Regions from separate parts of the Mus musculus genome. Here regions 2, 3 and 4 are each linked to region 1. Evidence: chromatin contacts called from public Hi-C and promoter capture Hi-C data. All regions are on one chromosome and are shown on one strand. Each heading gives the region's core, a stretch centred on a gene start, on an enhancer-like site or on the middle of the called end of the contact. The rest is flanking DNA. Distances are from core to core; before and after follow the strand shown.

Region 1 (3,214 bases), core at 313-2,812:
CAAAAGCTACGAGGCCCTAGAGGGGCTGTGTATTTATGATCAGCTCTGAAGGAAAGGTAGGGAAAGAAGACAGGAAGGGGCCCAATAGCTCCTGTGGGCCTAAACACTGCAAGATTGTAGCTCTCAGGAGGAGGGGGCAGGTGAAGAGAGCCAGCCGTAGCCTCAAAGACCGTGGCTGGGGGTGTGGGGGGGTACCTCTGCCTCCAAGAGTACCAGAGGGGCGCCAAATAACTCAATAGCCACTTCCGCAGACTCAGGGAAGTGTTTGAACTGACCGAATGGGAAATTTACCTAATGCCGCTGGTGGATGGGGCCTGGGGGGCTGAGAGGGGAGGCGCTGAGCTATCCGTGAGTCAGAACGCCAGTCTGCTGCAGATGGACTGGAGGTGAAGGATGGGTCCCAATATGGCTCAGACCCCAAGGGGGTGCACAGACAGGAGGAGGAGCCTCTTCAGGTCAGGACACCATAAATGTTACAGTTCCGAGGGGAAAAGTGTCCTGGCAGATGGGAGCCAAAGAACAGCACAAAGTCACACCACACAACAAACCTCACAACAAGAGATTTATTCGGACAAAACACAAGTAGGTAGCTGCCTCTGCTCTGGAAAGAAGTAGCAAGGAGCAACGGAGCTGGAGGTGGACTTTTTAAGGGGTTTCTTGGGGAAGGGGGCGGGCACAGAGCTTTCCAGGATGAGGATTGGTGGGATTTGAAGTCCGGATCTTGGGGCAAGCTCAGGGGTTGGTGAGATTTGAAGTTCTGAGCTTAAGGGTTTTTTTTTTTTTTCTTATGGGGCGGAGCTTAACCTGCAGTTTTGGCCTATAGAACGTTTTGTAGGTGGAGCCTAGTGGTTGGAGGGCCTCAGGGGCAGGGCCTGGCCACTGGGTGCTCTTTGAGGGGCTTATATTTCCTATTAATACAGTCAGATTAATTTTTCAATGTGAATTCCAGGAAAATTTAAATGACAATGTGTGTCACATTTTATTTGTACTTGACATTCTCGTTAACAGATAGTTTCTATTTGATTTCTGTCAGCTTCTCTATTCAAAAGTTCTGGGGCCAAAGATCAAAGACAAAACACACACACACACACACACACACACACACACACATACATACACAAGAAAACGTTATTTGAAATTTAAAAATAATTGTCATCGTTTTCTTTACATTTGTGAATAATATATTCCTATGTACAGTTCATAATTCACATGACATAATTCACATAATGAACTAAATGCTAATCTCGTCATCCACCTGGAGTGAGCTTTACCTTCGGACAAGGGGAGCATAGCGGTCAACTCATGTAATCTCAGCGCTTTGGAGCCCAGGCAGAGGGACTGCCATGAGTTCGAGGCCAGCGTGGGTTTGTCTTGAAAAACAAAATACAAAACAAAACTGAAAATATTTCGCAGCAGCCACTTTTTGGGGTAGTCTGCCTTTCTCAAGTCATCGATTGGTGCTATCTGTGGCCAATCAAGGCACGATGATGGGGCGGGGACTGAGGGGCGGTCCAATCAGGAGCGCAGCCCGGGCACAGGGGCGGGCCTTGGCGGGTTCGCTAGTTCGCGGGGGCTTTGTCTCGCGCCATCTTTACATTTGATCGGTCAGTTGAGCTGGGGTGTCCGGGTGCCTCAGGCCAGTCAGCTGCCGGAGGCGGACGGGGGCGCCATGGTGAGTGCTGCCCGCAGGAACCGGCAGGGTTCCGGTTTCCTCCGCTTTGCCCTGTGCAGGCGGTTCGGCTCTGCGAGGCCTATGCAGGGCTGAGCCCACAGGCTGTCTCCCTAGGTCTTGACGTGGCTGAGCCGCCACACTCCCTGACTCTGCAGGGACACTTGTCCTCAGCCGCACTCTTCTCTTGGTCCAGACTCCGGTGCCACAGCTGCTGTGTCCGGTGTCTCACTGTCAAGCAGTGACAGCCCTGGATGCTGGAGCAGCCTGAGGTGTGGCGTGAGCCTGGGCTGGGGCATCTCCTGGCCTCCGCATTATCAGCAAGGCTCTTACTGTACTGGCTTGTGTGGAGAGTGTAGTGAGAGAGCACGTGCAGCGTCTCTCTCTTCCACACTGGATTCACGTCCTTTGCCGTAATGATGTATCTGCTCCCTATGGCTCTGGAGACACCTATTTGTGAAGTGTATGTACTTGGTAACCAACTGTCAGCTCGATGGGATTGACTGCTGCCTACATTAAAAACACACTCTTGGCTGTGTGAGGGCCGTTCCAAAGGTGACATTCCAATGACTCTGGCCTCATGAGTAGATTAACCCCTGCATTACTGGTGGGGCAGAGTTGTAGGAAGTTAGTCCTAAGTGTGGCTGTGGGTATCAAAAGAATCTGTGCCCTTCTTTACAATGGGGCACAGAAAAATTTCAAACTCCATTTAAAATCCCCATTTCCCCTAACATCGTAAAATCTCAAATAGAACTCAAAACAGTTAGTAGAACAAGTCAGAATTCCTGCCTCTTTGACTGGTCTGTAGCTATAATTTACATTATATACCACGGAATCTATAAGTTTCAAGTTGATACTCTTGGAAGTGTCTTTCTAATACTATGTCATGTGGAAGGAAGAAACTTAAGTTTTTATAAATACTGTAAATGGTATAGCAAAGCTTGTGTCAGTACTTGGTGTGTTGTGATATTGTCTAACAATTGTTTTGAAGCATTTTCCAGCATTTACTTTTATGACAGCAGAAAGTTTGAATTGTGTACTGGGGGCACTGCATTTGCCAAGAGCACAAGATGACAGTGACTCCTTTGCTGGAGACGAGAGTGGGGTGTTGTTCCTTTGAATTTTGCTTTAGTTCATGTGTGGTTGCAGTGTGTCCGGCACAGAGGTGGCTCTAAGTCACTCACATGGCATCTCCAACATTGCTTTATAGAGGAACTTGCAGCCTGACAGTGTGGAGAACTCCTTGAGTCAACTCCCCAGTCGATGTCTTGAAACTAGAAAGCGTAAGAGAAGCTACAAGAAGAGGCCAGTCACCTACAGTTACTGGAGACGGACCCAGCGGAATAGAGCAAGAAAACACAAGGCACCAGTAAAGGTAAATGGGGAACTAGAGAAGGTCATGTATGTGCGTGTTATCTTCCTTATTCCCTTGCCTTATCTAGAAACAGTGGTATGAAATTATAAGTATGCAATGTACTCTTTATTTAAACATGATTTAGTGTAACACACCATAGCAATCAACAATTGAAAATCCACAAGAGTGCC
Region 2 (3,214 bases), core at 185-2,684, 950 kb after region 1:
TGCTGGAATAGAACCCAGGGCCTTCTAGATGCTAGGCAGGCACGCTGTCAATTGAGCTATATCTCCAGCCATTGTTTTTGTAAGAGAGGGTCTTGCTATGTAGACCTAGCTAGCCTGGAACATACTATGTAGGCTCCATCCTCCAAGTGCTGGTGTGACAGGCTTGAGCCACCACACCCATCTGCCACTTCCTACACATTGGTAATTACCTCTCTGGTCTCCAGTTTCCTTATCTGTAGAATGGGAAAGCATAGCTCATGCCTGAGTGGGTGCCGCTGGGAGCTCTGACATCACTCAGTGTCAGGTGTGTGGTGGCCTCATTTCTAGGAATAGCTTCTGGTCTGGAAATCCCCCACTCTTGTACAAGGAGACTTCACACGCTCTCCTGTTGGGCTCCACCTATCCTCCCCTACCAGCTTTTTCTCAAAACATCTATACTTCTCACACGTTGGTGAAAGCCTAAAGCAACTTGGGGGGAGGGCATCTGCTCTGGCTGTGGTCATGGGGCCTGCACACCAGGACCTCCAACATGGAGACCTGCTCAGCATGTATACCCCAACAGGAGGCAGGGCAGCACGAGTCCTCCTTTCTCTGCTTGGCTTTGAGTGCTCACTTGCAGAGGTGCAGCCAAGCTTCATTTGATTGACAGCTCCAGCCAGGTGGAAGCCGCTCATGCTTGCAGTCCTAGCCCTTGTTTATTCTCTTCTTTAATCTCAATGATCTTACTTACCATTTTCTTTTCAGATTTTTTTTCTTCTTTTTTTATTGAGACAGGGTTTCTCTGTGTAGCCCTGGCTGTCCTGGAACTCACTCTGTAGACCAGGCTGGCCCTGAACTCAGAAATCTGCCTGCTTCTGCCTCCCAAGTGCTTAGTTTAAAGGTGTGCGCCACCTACCCTGCAAGTTGCTTTTTCTTATTGCCTACCTTTTAAAATTTTTGTTAAGATTTATGTAGTCTTTTATGTGCATGGCTGTTTATCTGCGTGTATGCATGTGCACTGTGACTGTGCCCGGTGCCCTGGAACTGGAGATACGGTTGGTAGTGAGCAGCCCTGTGGGTGCCAGGAACTGAATTCACCTTCTTATGCTTTCCCAGGGTCCTCTTGTAGCCTCGGAGCTATTTCTCTGGCCCCTTCCGCACGTCTCTATACGGGTCTCGTGTATCTCAAGCTGCTGACCCTTCCCCATTTTACCAAGAGTGACGCTGAACTCCACATTCGTACACACTCCCTCCAGAGAATTGCCATTACTGGCCTGTTTCACTGCCACGCCCCTACCCTACTTCCATCTCAATTTCATTTTTTATTTCCTCTTTTTACACTTCCTTTTCTTACACCTTTCAAAGATAGCTTTTAAAGTCGGAGTCTTGGTTCTGGAGATGACACAGCCGGAGTCCCCAATGGCGAGTGGTTTCTCTCTGCCTTGCTTCGTGGCAGGAAGTTCACATCATGTCTTGCCACAGGCTTCACACCGTGCACTCCACAGAAGTTGCAGTCTAGGGAGTCTGAAGCCTGCTCCCCTGACTTAACCTGTCGCTTGCTCAGCTTTCTCCTCCAGCCAGGAGCGAAAGCCAAACACAAGATTTCTGTGGGGTGCGTTGAAGCAAGGCTGTAAACCCAGCACAGGAAAGGTAGGAGGCTTGCCACAGGTTAGAGGCCAGTATGGGCCACACTGGGAGACTCTGTCCGGTCACACCAAATGTTTAACTCATCTATTACACTTTAAAGCTGTGACTTTAGGCAGTGACAACTTCTAGTCTTGGTGTCCTCCTTTATAAACTAGCAATGACACTTGGAGAGAGGAGATGAGAACACACATAATTGTTTATTGTCACTTGTCTGCTTCCTAACGTTTAGTCGCATAAATGCTTAGGGAAACAATGCAAGAATAAATTTTCACCTAAGCAAAAACAAATTTAGGTGTCAAAAAGGCTGGCTCATCTGCTTGTCTTTGCCGCCACCTACTGGTCATATATGATAAAGCACATATTTCAAGGCTTGCCAAGATGGCCTTTTGGTTTTTTGTTTTTGCTTTTTGGGTTTTTTTTTTTTTTGAGACAGGGTTTCTCTGTGTAGTCCTGGTGACTGTCCTGGAACTCACTCTGTAGACCAGGCTGGCCTCGAACTCAGAAATACACCTGCCTCTGCCTCCCAAGTGCTGGGATTAAAGGTGTGTGCCACCACTGCCTGGCTGTTTTTGTTTCATTGAGACAGGGTCTCACTTGGCAGCCCTAATTGTCCCAGAACTAACTCTAACTCTCTCTCTCTAACTCTGTCTCTCTCTCTCTGTCTCTCTGTCTCTGTCTGTCTCTGTCTGTCTCTCTGAGTGTGTGTGTGTGTGTGTGTGTGTGTGTGTGTCTGCCACATACTGAGGAGGCCAGAAGAGACTGTCAGATCCCTTGGGGTTACAGGTTGTGAGCTGCCCTGCTTAGAGAACTGAACTCTATCTAGTCCTGGCTGTCCTCCAGCCCGCTACGTAGACCAGACCAGTCTAGAACTTATAGGGATAAAGCGATCCTTCTGCCTCTGCTTCCTGAGTGCTAGGATAAAAGTCATGTGCCACCACTGCCCACTTCTGACTCTTCTCTCACACTTACACTCCAGCACTATGTATTTATACTCTCTTCTTAGCTCCCACCCCTTAGTTAGGCTTCTGATGCTGTGATAAAACCACAACTTAAGGAGGAAAGATTTATTTCAGCTTCCAACTCTTAGGTCACTCTTTACCACTGAGGGAAGCCAGGGCAGGAACTCAGGACAGGAACCTGGAGGCAGGAGCTGATGCAGAAGTCATGGAGAAATGCTGCTTACCGGCTTGCTCACCCATGGCTTGCTAAGCCTGCTTTCTTATATGACCCAGGAACAGCTGCCCAGGGTTGGCATTAGCACAGTGGGTGGGGCCCTCCCACATCAATCATTAAGTAAGAAAATGGCAGACGGACTTGTCTAGAAGCCAATCTTACAGAAGCAGTCTCTCACTTCTCCTCCCACATGATTCTAACGTGTGTCAAGTTGACAACAACTAAAAAAGAAATAAACTACCGGCTTACACCTGTAATAAGAATCTAAAATTTGTAAATATTTTAATAAACTCCAAGTTTTCTTTAAAAATATATAAATGAGAAATTAAAAAAAAATGCTGGACAGTGGTGATACACCTCTTAAATCCCAGCACTTGGGAGGAAGAGGCCAAGTGGATCTCTGTGAGCTTGAGAC
Region 3 (3,214 bases), core at 437-2,936, 700 kb after region 1:
ATTGGCGAATTTTAAATCATTGATGATCTCAGAGCTGGGGACTACTGTGGGCCCCAAAGGCAGGCTGAACAAGTGCGGACCTGCTCCCACCTGTCAGTGTGGCTTCACCGTACTGGACCATGAAGAAGCAAGACGAAAACACACAGAGGGGGGAAATCCCGGGATTCTTTTTTTTTTTTTTTTTTTTTTTTGGTTTTTCGAGACAGGGTTTCTCTGTGTAGCCCTGGCTGTCCTCGAACTCAGAAATCCGCCTGCCTCTGCCTCCCAAGTGCTGGAATTAAAGGCGTGTGCCACCTTTTTATAGAGGTGTAAAACATAAATAAAAAGCCCCCGTGGACTGTTCAAGAAAAAAAAAAAACCAACAAAAAGAAAGACAAGGAAAGAAAAAAGAAAAGAAAGGAAGAAAGGAGAGAAGAAAGACATCTTGAATTATACAAAGCAGTTCCTGGTCACGCTTCTGGTTGATCTAAAGCTGACTACAATTCTCCATAAAGATCCAGATCTCTCTAAATACTCTGGGGAAAGGGGGGGAAAGAGATGCCTCAATGAAGAAAGCACTGGCCTCACAAGCAGGAGTTTGAACCCCTGGCATCCACATAAAAGCCAGTTTCAATACTCATGCCTAAAATACCCTAGCTGGAGAGGTGGAGGTCCAGAGGAGGATCCCAGAGGGCTTGCTGGCCAGCCAGTCAGTCTAGCCAAGAGGTTCACTGAGAGATTCTATTTCAATAAAATGAAATAAATTGGAGAGTGACTGAGGAAGACACCCTAATGTCAGCCTCTGGATTATACACACATACACACTGGCAAGCAGACACTCGGGCCCACACACAAATGCAATAGTCTCACACACACCTGCACAAAAAAGGTCACATACACAGTGGAAGTGGCAGCCCATTGGTTGCCTATGTTACTATGTTCCGTCGGGTTGCATTTTGTTATACTCTCTTCCAAAAGATTAAATTAAATGCTGGCAGATGAAGAACCAGCGTCTCCAAGGCAGATAGATAATGCCCAACAGAGTTAGACAAAAAGTTTCCTTATGAACCCAGCCTTCCAAGCCAGAGTTCTAGCCCCTGCGTGTCGCACATGGAGAACAGATGCACATTACACAATTCCAGAATGTTCCAATATTACCTGTGGGCTGTTCTGATCCTGGACTCTGGCCCCTGAGGGGTCATCGAAGTAGTGGCCAAGAGAATTTGAGTAAAATCCCACCTGTTTTCTCTTAACTAGGCTCCCTCAGAAGACCCACAAACCCAGGGATACCCAGGTAAAAAAAGAAGCACACTGCTTCTCTCTGGTGAATTGGAAGGACTTGATTCAGCCAGACACCATGCACTCCGATCCTGAAGACAGTGCAGGAGGGTGCCTGCTGCACAGGGTGCCCCAGAGGAACACCTGACCCCAGACTCCCCTGCCCTGAGCAGGTTTATAGGCCAAGCAGGAGCCCCTCACCTACCTGCTCAGAAGCCTTACAAAGCTGCAATCCAGGCTCAGGACGGTCAGGAGAGAGAGAAGTGTGGTGGGGCAGGGTCCTGTGGGGAAGAGCGATTAGAAGAGGCAGGAGCAGCTGAAGGGCAGCCTGAGCTCCTAGGTTTCCTCTCAGACCCTGCTCTATCTATGTTGGCCCAGATGTAAGTCCCCAACTTCTAGGCGTGAGCCCTGCCTGCCTCCTCCCCAAGGGGCGGGGCCTGATGCCCGAACAGCTTTCAGTTTCAGTTCCTAGAAATGGCTAGTTTTCGGGAGTTAGCACTCAGAGGCCACGTTCTTCTTCAAAGAGAGGGGTAACTGGGCCAGATTCCAGGTATAGAGGTCAGAAGTCTGCCCGTGAAGCCTGCCATTCAGACTTCGGTCAGAGCTGCCTTGTCTGACCCTGCTACCTCCTTTCCGGAGCCCCTCTTAATGATGGCACCATGTTGAGACCCAGCGAACTTGGTCCTTGGAGAACTACTCGCCCTTCATTGCTGCTCCTTGGGGCTTCTGTCGCTTCTCATTGTCTACTCGCTCCTTCCCGCCCACTCAGCTCAGGGGCAGAAATTCCACCTACTCTGCCCTGTTCCAATTCTGTCGTCTCCCCAGGATCAAAGTATGCGGCAGAATATGCCACCTTTAAGTGGTCTCCTTCTGCCCACCGGTTTCTCTTGAGTTCAGGAAAAATATTTAAAACAAAGCAAAACAAAAACCAAAAAATAAAAATAAACACTCTCCCCCCCTCCCCCTCCCCCCTCCCCCTCCCCCCTCTCCCCCTCCCCCTCTCCTTTTTTTTTTGTGTACAGTGATGCCCTGGACCACTGAGTGCCCAGGTAGAGGGGAATGGGCTAGTTTCCCTGTGTAATTGCTTAGCAGGGTAAGTGGCTGATGGGAAGTGTGTGCTCATTTGCACAGTCCATGCCCCCAGGGCTCCCCCCACCCCAGGCCATTTACTGACCTGGTCTTTCATTTTCACTCACTGTCCCTAACATCCTGACTCCCTCCCTCCCCCATCCCTCCCTTCAATAGGTGTGCATGTGCATGAGCCTCGGAGGTCGGAGCAGAGAGTTGGAACCCGTGCAACCGGAGTTACAGGACATTTCTCTGTATAGCTCTGACTGTCTTGGAACTCACTCTGTAGACCAGGCTGGCCTTGAGCTCAGAAATTCGCCTGCCTCTGCCTCCCAAGTGCTGGGATTAAAGGCGTGGCCACCTCTCCCGGCCTGGGCATCAGATCTTAATACAGATGGTTGTGAGCCACCATGTGGTTGCTGGGATTTGAATTCAGGACCTTCGGAAGAGCAGTCAGTGCTTTTACCTGCTAAGTCATCTCATTTTTAAGTGTCTCTGCCACCTGTGACTTCTCTCGCTCAGAAAATGACAGCAGGCAGCACTCTGCAAGATGCCCTTGCACAGGAGTGTTCCTGATCGATGAACTTGGTCAATAGATGATTGACAGGCTGGGGAGATGAAGTCAGTAAGGTGCTTACAGTGCACACACAGGGACCTGAGTTCAATCCTCCAGATCCCATGTCAAAAGTTAGACGTGGTGATATGTACTAGTAACTCCAGTACGGAGATAGGCTGATGGCCAGCCAGCCTAGACTATTTGGTAAGCCCCAGTTACAGTGAGAGACTTTGTGTCAATAAACAAGGTGGAGAACCTCTGAGGAAAGACAGACAAAGTTGTCCTGTAGCCTCCATATGTGTGTGCATACACAGGTGATGATTTACAAAGAAG
Region 4 (3,214 bases), core at 329-2,828, 600 kb before region 1:
ATCAAACCACCTTCTTTAAGGGTGACTTCCTACCATGTACCTTCGAAAGAGAACCAGAAAGGGGAAAAAAAATCAGCACAGTAGCTCACTTCTAGGCAGATTTTTCTTTGCTTCCTCCCTTTGACAGTCCGGCTCCATTGTCCAGCCCGAGGGAACTGAGGGAGGATTTGGACTCTACTCAACACAGGGTAGATGAGGCAGGAATAGGTTCCAATGCCCTAGTTCTTGGTCACCTCTCACTCTCCGTGACTTAAGTCACTCTGTCCTGTGTTTATGCATTAAGCCAGCGACAAGCTCCCCAACTCATACTCTCAGGATTGGCAACCTTCTCTCTCCGTACTCACCAGGACTATCCTGGTGCTCAGAGGGACCCAGAGTGCTACAGTCTTCCTTAAACAGAGAAATCGTAGATCATCTCCATGCCACGAAGCCGCGGGCCGCTGCTTCGGCGAGCACCGTGGATCGCTGGGTCTGCATTTCTCCAGTCCTACCGATTTGGGTGGCTCTGGCAGCGTTGGCTTTGAAATGGAATTGCGGCTGGAAGGGATTGGGGCACAACAGCACACACGGGATGCAAATGGTCACTGGGAGATCCCCTTACACCTCATCCCTCCTCCTCCCAATTCTGGCATTTCGCCAGCGCCGCCAGACCAGCCCTTCCCTGCGCCCACACAAGAGGAGCAGAGAAGAGCAAAGCCCCAAGCCGGCCTCCCTGGCTGGTGGCCGCGCGAACTGGCCCCCAGCGCCCGGGTCCCGCCGGGGCGCGCGCGCGCATCCCGAGCCCGCTAGGAAGGCCCACAAAGCTAAAGCCCGGGCCCCGGGCCCAGGCCGGGAGAGCACGGAGCGGGGCGGGGCGGGGCGGTCCAGGCGGGCCGGGGGTGTCGGATGTCACCCCCCCGCGTACACCTCGGCCAGGAGGCGGGGAAGCGAACCACTGAGATGAGGAGACCTCCTCGGTCCTAGAGCGGTGCAGGAAGTGTCCCAGGGGAGGGAGCCGGAGGGCTCCGGCCTTTCCTTTCCGCGGCGGCCCGGCCTACGCGGCCCGCCAACCGGGACGCTGCGCAGCGGTGAGTATACTGTGGCCCGGCTTCCCATGCCCCGCTGTCTGAACCCGGAACCCGCTCCCCACTTCCCGCGCTCTGATCCCCAGCCCGCGCCTGGGTCCTGCTCCCTGTTCTCCTCTTCCCGCGTCCGGGCCCAGATCCCTGCTCCCAGAGCCGCGTCCTCATAGGTGCCCTCGGGGATGAAGCAATACAATTCTCTTCCAGGCGTCTCCCTTCGCTCCCAAGCCCAGCTGATGCATTCTAGAGGATCCCGAGACAGGGTTGGCCTGGCCAGGGACCGAGTCTGGCCCATGCATTGGAGCCGCCTCTGCCAAAACACCAGAGAGACCGAGCTGGAAGGTGAGGATCTGCTCGCCTGCTGTCCCGGGCTTCGAAGGAAAGAGCCAGCAAATCTGAAAGAGTGGAAGCGACAGAAACCCCATAGTTCTCCTGGCCTAAAACACCCTCCTCTTCCTCCTCCTCCTGCTCTTCATTCCTTCCCTGGGATCCTGCGCCTTCAATAACTGCTTTGGGCAAGCCCCGCCCCTGCGGGAGCCCTCCCCTCCCTAACGGTAGTTCATTCATAAAGCTTCCGCTCCCGAGGCTCCTGCGCGCCAGGTGCCAGAGTGACAAAGAGGCACACGCTTGTCTGGCCTAGGGCTCTTTGAGAGCAGTCCCCCAGCAGAACCGGGTGCTGAGGGTGGGACCCTGGACACACTATCCTAAGTGTAGACCTGAGCCATTCAGGGCCCAGCAGGTGGGAGACAGTGGGCGGAGGAAGCAGGAGAGAGCGGGCGGGGCCCGGATTGGGTTCTTAATACGGGAGTAAGACGTGAGAGTAGTCGAGGTTCACAGCCTGTTGCTTTCAGAAGCTCGCGTCGGGTGTCTGCCTTTACTTCGGCAATCAGAGGAATACAGAAAAGTTGAGGTTCCAGGTTGTTATTCGGTTGCTTGGTGGCTTTCTGGTATCGCTTGTCTTCCAGCAAAGTGGTGCTGCCCCGCTGGGAGTCTCTTCCAGGTGAGGGTGTAAAGGGCCAGGCAGTGAGCGGCCCTGCCTGGGCTTTTCCGGAATCCCGAGAGCCCAACTCGGTGACTCCGTTTACCTTTTCTCCGAGTGTTCCAAAGTGTGGGTCAAGTGGAGAGACCGTGATATACTGTGCCCCTGGTGTGTTTGCTGGATTGTGTATGTGATAGTCGGGCTGAAAGCCTGGCGGTGACTGCCTCCTCTCTCATGACCAGGAAGGGCCACAATGTCACTATGTGTACCACTGCCTTAAGGAGAATCTGGAGAAAACAAGGGATAGGCTCAGACGGAACACTAGTAGCTTTTTTTTTTTTAGCCACATTTTTAGGTACTAAAATATAATTACATAACTACCCCCTTCCCTTCCCTCCAGCCCCTTTTACTCACACACACACACACACACACACTTATGCACGCACCTGCACACTTAACTATATAACAAGAACTTAAAAATTTTTTTTGAGATTTAAATTTTTAATAACATGTATACCTGTGTAGATATCTTTGTGTGAGTCTATGCCCTTGGGTGCGGTGCCCATGGAGGCTCGAAGAGGGTGTGGGAAACACTTACAGGACTTTGTGGACAGAGGGAAAAGTAGTGTGTACTCTCAACCAACCACTCAGCTGCTTCTGCAGCCCCTGTGTTGGACCAGGTGCGTGTAAGGCTTGTCATAAAGCACTGTATGGGGAAGAGGCACAGTCTTAGCTGCAACTCTGACACTGAGCTGTACCCCCAGGCCTAGCATTGGTGGTTTTAAATACAAGTCTTACTTTAACGCTCTGAGTTCCTTCTGTACCTGGGAGTTTTTGTCCTTGCCAGCACAGAGTGAAAGTTTCTGTCCCTGGCAGAGTGACATTGTTCCACGGTGGTCTTGCATAACTTCCCTTGCATATTTTTTTTTCCTCCAGTTCAATTTGTGAAGACCTCAAGAACAGAGACGGTGACTTCGACTCCAAAGCTTCAAGATTGTGGCCTGCTGGGGCTATTATCCTCCAGGAGGACCTGTCCATCAAAGGTATCACAAACCTTGGTTACACATAGATGCCTGTGGCCTCCTTGTTCTCCTGGGGTACTGGGAATGCCAGTGTCCTGTTGAATCGCCACCACTTTTCTCCCAAATGCCCTGCCTTCTTTACTGCCACATGT

What was found. Promoter capture Hi-C pulls out the DNA fragments that hold promoters and counts their contacts. A called contact is a pair of places that touch in the nucleus more often than the background predicts.
Region 2: a promoter capture Hi-C map of pre-B cells shows a contact between it and region 1, with 4 times the contacts expected there. The contact joins the enhancer-like site here to the promoter of Zfp39 in region 1. A contact is called at or near these places in 3 of 39 promoter capture datasets (the 3T3-L1 cell line, hippocampal neurons and pre-B cells) and 1 of 484 Hi-C or Micro-C datasets (pre-B cells).
Region 3: a promoter capture Hi-C map of liver shows a contact between it and region 1, with 4 times the contacts expected there. The contact joins the promoter of Igtp here to the promoter of Zfp39 in region 1. A contact is called at or near these places in 4 of 39 promoter capture datasets (cranial neural crest, embryonic stem cells, liver and 1 more) and 2 of 115 datasets of contacts at active chromatin or transcription factors (astrocytes and embryonic stem cells).
Region 4: a Hi-C map of B cells shows a contact between it and region 1, with 5 read pairs. The contact joins the promoter of 4933439C10Rik here to the promoter of Zfp39 in region 1. A contact is called at or near these places in 4 of 39 promoter capture datasets (the 3T3-L1 cell line, cranial neural crest, hippocampal neurons and 1 more), 1 of 484 Hi-C or Micro-C datasets (B cells) and 1 of 115 datasets of contacts at active chromatin or transcription factors (forebrain).

The regions. Positions count from the first base shown.
Region 1 is chr11:58,902,573-58,905,786 of GRCm38.p6, reverse strand. It overlaps Zfp39 (zinc finger protein 39), which reads left to right and starts at 1,562. Exons shown (of 5, transcript NM_011758.2): 1 at 1,562-1,672; 2 at 2,880-3,044. The coding sequence starts at 1,670. Gm12257 (a long non-coding RNA gene) reads right to left here and starts at 1,441. Exons shown (of 4, transcript XR_879896.2): 1 at 1,272-1,441; 2 at 292-498.
Region 2 is chr11:57,949,936-57,953,149 of GRCm38.p6, reverse strand. No RefSeq gene overlaps it. Among named protein-coding and RNA genes, the nearest start is that of Gm33078, 40 kb to the right of the region's middle. Within about 2 kb of position 1,434, at least 106 of the 459 cell types and tissues checked have an H3K27ac peak or open chromatin away from gene starts, as enhancers often do. A contact at or near this core is called in pre-B cells, where this site is marked.
Region 3 is chr11:58,198,028-58,201,241 of GRCm38.p6, reverse strand. It overlaps Igtp (interferon gamma induced GTPase), which reads right to left and starts at 1,686. Exons shown (of 3, transcript NM_018738.4): 1 at 1,463-1,686.
Region 4 is chr11:59,504,017-59,507,230 of GRCm38.p6, reverse strand. It overlaps 4933439C10Rik (RIKEN cDNA 4933439C10 gene), which reads right to left and starts at 1,578. Exons shown (of 5, transcript NR_015585.3): 1 at 345-1,578; 2 at 1-40. It overlaps Zkscan17 (zinc finger with KRAB and SCAN domains 17), which reads left to right and starts at 591. Exons shown (of 10, transcript NM_172941.4): 1 at 591-1,067; 2 at 1,269-1,403; 3 at 2,977-3,083.